Linked DNA regions of Mus musculus: region 2 is linked to region 1. A link is a contact called in public promoter capture Hi-C data. All regions are on one chromosome and are shown on one strand. The core of a region is the stretch at or near the end of the contact, and the rest is flanking DNA. Distances in the headings are between cores, read along the strand shown. Region 1 holds the start of Ets1 (E26 avian leukemia oncogene 1, 5' domain). Region 2 has its middle 20 kb from the start of Gm27162.

What was found. Promoter capture Hi-C pulls out the DNA fragments that hold promoters and counts their contacts.
Region 2: a promoter capture Hi-C map of liver shows a contact between it and region 1, with 6 times the contacts expected there. The contact joins the enhancer-like site here to the promoter of Ets1 in region 1. A contact is called at or near these places in 15 of 39 promoter capture datasets (the 3T3-L1 cell line, 3T3-L1-derived adipocytes, the C10 cell line and 11 more), 4 of 484 Hi-C or Micro-C datasets (liver and uterus), 15 of 115 datasets of contacts at active chromatin or transcription factors (bone marrow-derived macrophages, cardiomyocytes, craniofacial prominence and 12 more) and 2 of 9 other capture datasets (adipose tissue and embryonic stem cells).

Annotation. Positions count from the first base shown.
Region 1 is chr9:32,634,841-32,637,540 of GRCm38.p6, reverse strand. Ets1 (E26 avian leukemia oncogene 1, 5' domain) reads right to left here and starts at 1,300. Exons shown (of 10, transcript NM_001372534.1): 1 at 1,227-1,300.
Region 2 is chr9:32,947,976-32,950,675 of GRCm38.p6, reverse strand. No RefSeq gene overlaps it. Among named protein-coding and RNA genes, the nearest start is that of Gm27162, 20 kb to the right of the region's middle. Within about 2 kb of position 1,420, at least 4 of the 459 cell types and tissues checked have an H3K27ac peak or open chromatin away from gene starts, as enhancers often do. A contact at or near this core is called in liver, where this site is marked.

The DNA of each region.
Region 1 (2,700 bases), core at 51-2,550:
TGGCTAAGTATAGAAGTTGTCGATTTACAATTAAAGCAGTGTGCTTCAAATATTAATATTAATAACTACAATGCCTGGACACATGAAAAGACCTTTTCATCTTCAAAGCACTTCTCACGAATTAACCCCTTACAGCTCTCTGGCCTGGGTTCTGGAACCGCAGGTAAATCAGAGCCATAGAGGCCACCAGCTGCCCCACGAGGACCGAGCCTGCCAAACCAAAGTCTTTCTTGCTAGATAAAAAAGGCGGTGAGGTAATCCAGACCCCAGCTGATGAAAGAGTTAAAGTGTCGGGTAATTTTACAAATCAAACAAAGTGGCCAGAGGTACATTTCAGGATCTGGATTTCCTGTTGTTTCCCACCCAGTTCCATGCAGCGATACAAAGTAGGAAGGAAAAGGGCTTCGGGATGAGAGAAGAGAAGAAAAAAAAAAAAAAAAGAAAAAAGAAAAAACCCAGAAGGGAACCTTACAATGGAATGTCATGATCTTGCCACCCAGCATCTTTGCACAGTTCACTCACAGAAAAGTCAACTTTGAAAGGTGATAGAAGACAACCTTACAGTAACAAGAAGCCTCCATCCCTTGCAAAGGGGAATTGCAGTCCCAACTCCAGCCTCCCCCGGGATAGCAGTACAGTTTGGGGGAAGAAAGTCCCTCGGACCTGGAGACACCCCCACAACCAATGACCCACAGAGCCTGACAAAGAATTGGTGAGCTCTTGTATGACTTAAGTCTCGAAGTAGAAGAAGTGATAGGCTGGCTTTTCAGAAGGTCTTGGCCAGTAGCAATTTCCCCTCTACGAAAGCAGTTCATTAAGTTGCTGGTAAGAGGTGGGGCAGAGCAGATAGTAGACTTCACTAAGAATGAAAAAAAAATAAGAAAGAAATTTTCTAAGCAAAACTACAGTTTTATTTAAAGGGTTTGCAAGGGGTATTCAGAATTGTGATATGCCATTTGCAAGGATCAACAATGTGTGCTGGGGGGGGGGGGAGGTGGAAGGTGACAAGAGTCTTGATGTTTAAGCTTATCTAATGAGAGCAGGAAATAGTTTTCAAAAATATTGTTAAACAATGGGATATGTGAAAAGGCAAAGACGGAAAAAAAAAGAAGAGAAACAGCTGCATCCTGAAAGTTTCACAATTTACCCTTTAATTCGTAAAATTTGGGGGTGGTGGGAGGAAAAGTGAAAAGAAAGTTTCCGACAGAAACTCAGCTCTCACTTACTAATTTGCTGCAGAGACGGGTGAGGAATGGAGTGAGCTTCACCGAAGGTCTGCGGCTCTTTCCAGCTACTACCTGCGGGGAATCCTTGGCTCCCGGGCTAAAGAGGATGCAGAGACCATAATACTCCTAATAGAGCTGCCTCCTGAAATGGGGGGTGTGGTCAAGCTAGGGAAGCAGAAGAGGCGGTATTCAGCCAGGCTCTGGCACCAAGGCAGTGGTCTCCAGGGCAGGCACTGTGATCTAAAGGGGAGCTGTTTGTGGCAGCGCTAAATTACACCTGATTAGTTTTATCCTTCTACTGATACTTCAACTAAATATTACTGATCCGGGGCAAAGTGCACAAGGGGCAGGGAGGGAGAGAGCAAGGGGGGAGGGAGAGAGGGAGAGAGAGACAGAGAGAAGAAGGGAGGGAGGGAGGGAGGGAGAGACAGAGACACTTGGCATGCACCAGATTGGTGCTCTACTGGACATGTGACTACTTCTGCCCCACATGGCTTGACTTTCTCAGTGAAACTGTGTTCATTTAGCCTAGGCCTTGAATCATGGGGCAGAGGGTCCTGTAAAACCACTCAGGGGGCTGTCTCTAGCAGGATGCCTGACACCCACTCACCTACTTAGGTTTCTTGTGACTCTTTATTAACCTGATGTGTGAAGTATGCCTTGTTCATATTGGGCCTGCCATGAGAAACACCACAGTGTATTTCTTCGTGAATAAGAAGATTTTGGCTCAGATCGCATCAGATGATCTCACCGGTCTCCACTCACTAGCGTGGATTAAATTGTTGTCATGTTTCCCTGACTGCATGCAGAGGGGGAGACGGCCAAAAGCAAAGGTGGAGGTTCCAAAAAGTAAGGCATCTCTTCTAAGCATTGTTCCAGGTGATCTGGCCATCGATGAACATTAGTGGATTTCATTTGTCCATGATGTAGTGATTAAAAGGAAGAAATATCCATAAATGTCTCTTTTTAACAAAGCATACGCAATATGAAAGTTTTAAGCAACTCTAGGCAAACATACACAATATCACTTCTTCACTTAAGGGCATGACGATAATGTTACAGTGAAATCTCATTTCTATGAATAGGGGAAAATTGGAAAAGTTTATATTGCTTGCAGTTCCAAGACTTTTGCCCTAAGATTCCATTGATGTTGAGTAATGGATGAGTCAATTGCTTCCTTCCCTTCTTAATGAAGACACAACTACTCCACTTGAAATTCCACAAAGACCCAAAATGTCATTCAGAAAATCATCATGTTTATCCATCGCTGGTAGCTTGCAGCTCACACAGGAACTAATGCCCGTGTTCCCCTCCTGTGTATTAACACGATGTAGATAAAAGCTGTCTTTTCCTATTGGCTCAGTCCACTTAGTTTAACCAATGTCGGCACCAAGAACTGGTCTCAGCACTGGGAATCTAACCAGATCACACTACTGTGGGAAGAGAGTCACAAACACCAACTAGTTCCAGAAAG
Region 2 (2,700 bases), core at 171-2,670, 310 kb before region 1:
CAATCCAGAAGTGGGGTACATGTAGAGACAGGCAGATGCCTGACACTTCAGGTCAGTGAGCTTCAGGTTCAATGAGAGAAAATGTCTGAAATAAAGCAAAAGATGAAGAATGTGGAGGAAGACATACAGTGACAGACTCTGGTCTTGTATGTGCATACATACACACAACACAACCTACACAGACACCACAAACATACACACACGAACACATACCTGCAAACAAAACAACTCAGACACCACACACATACACAATCCACAAGGCACCACACAATACACACATACACACATGAATACATATACCATAGATACACACACACACATCAACACACATGAACATACACACACACACACCACAACCTACACCAACACACACACACACATGAACACATACATACACGCAATACAACCCACACATATATCACACACGTACATACATGAACACATATACCAAAGGCACACACACCTGAACACTTATACTACAGGCACACACACATGCACACACATGAACACACATATGAACATATACAAACACACACACACACACATGAACACACACAATGATGATTTTTCACCTCGAATTCACTCACACATTTCTTCACCTACACATTGATTTCATTCTTGGTATAACTAATAATTTCACCATGAGCTAATAATATTAGAGCAGGTGGGTGAAAGCTCAAATGTGAGCCTACCTCATCTGATGTTCTCTTCACATTTCTGTGTTCACTGGTCCACTCCACTCTAACTGTTGCCCCTTGCCATGCATTTTGCTGTTTAAAACGTTAGTAAAAATCCAATGTTTCTTTTTGAAGAAGCTCTCCAACATCTCATCAAATCATTGAAAATAAATTATTTTTAACATCAAAGTATTTAGTAGAATAGATTTAAAACAGTTCTGCATTTATAAATGGATGTTTATACATTTGGTATATTTGTGACTATATCTTTGATATATACAAGTAAGTTTTATAATTTGTGTCTGTGCGCACGGACATGTATGTGCATGCAAGTTTGCATGCATGTAAAATTTCCAGCTTAATCAATGAGTCACATACTCTATTCTTTGTCCAAAGACAGTGATTTATTGGCCCTTTTCTATTTTGAAACCATCACCAGTAAATGAAGCTACTTTTAATGATTCTTTCCTGAACGTTGCCTCGGGCCCCATTTTGATGCCATAAGCAAGTCTCTAGCACTCCCAATGCACGACACAATTACTATATCTAATAATCCAAGGGAACTCTTTAAAATGATGGAAAATGTTTTCCACCAATCAAAGATTCCTGACCTCCCAGGCTGGACCTCAACCCAGTCACTGCTCACTGGCTCATTTCCCATTACCTTTTAGCCTCTGCCACTAAATATCTGAGAACCACTAACAAGAACTATTTATTTTGCTGACGGTTACAGAAGGAACAGCCCATGGACTCTTGACCCCAAGCCTTTGAATAGATCTTCACACTGGCAGAGGGTGTGGTGGAGGAAATCCTCTGCTTCAGCTCAGATAGGAAACAGAGAAAATTCTTCCCAAAACCTTCAAAGGCCCAGACACAATGACGTCTTTCCTCTACCTTGGCAGCTATCTCCCAAAGTTTCTGCAACCTAAAGAAATCGCACCAGAGTCTAGGGAAGAGACATTCAAACCATGAGCCCACTGGGGACATTCCATATTTAAAGTATAGCAGACTTATTCAAGTAGCTTCATTTTTTTTCTCTTTCTTGTTTTAAACATATCGAAGCAATATTGAAATATCCAGACTCTCATGACGTCCGTGTTACTCTCCTTGACCTTCTATGAAACTAACCTAAGATCCCGTACTGAGTAGACTGAGTGTGATCCTTGCCTTTCTGTGCCTGGTTTCGTTCCTTTAATGTATTTATAAACATACACATGCGATTCATTTCTTTCTAAGACCCAAATTTCTTTATGAAAGTTTGCTTTTAATTGCTATATTTCCTTCCCTTGCTAGCATGCTTAATATTTTTCCTATTCTTGGCATCCTCTCATTTACTGCAGTGTATGCAGGTAGGACTTCACCATACTTCATCCCAAATATTCACCTGTTGGATTCATGATTCTCACTTCAGGTATAGGAGCTGGAATCTTCAAGATAAAGGGTTGGCTGGGAGGTTATAAGGTCAATTGAAGACTTGCCCTGAGTAGAGACCATGGGACCCTGGTCTTCTTCAGGCTTTAGGTCTTACTGGCAATCATCACCTGTTACTTGCATTCCCAACACTGACCTCTCCAATGAAGTGACAGAGCCAAATCAGGCCCCTCATCCCAGCCTGCAATGTGCTATTTCCACCTTTAAGATTTCAAAACTACAAGCTGAATAATTTTTTTTAAATAAAGGTTATCCACCTTGGGTATTTCAAATGAAATGTAATGCAAGGCTGACTAATATGTATTCGGTTTCTCTCATCACTATCCCTGCATTTTGTACATGAATATTTATGAGTTTCTTCAAACATGAAAACTTGTAGTTAATTTTTGCAAATATTACGTCTTCTATATTTCTTGTATCCTTTCTGGAAAGTCTGCTAATTATGCTGGATTTTATGTGGTGTGTGAATCTTTCTGACACTTTTTTTAAAAACAGTGTATATTTTGGACAATCTCTTAAAGTATACATTTAGCACTAATTATTTTTAACAAATCAAAAGTTTCTGCATTCTAACTTATCCACTGAGTTTTTA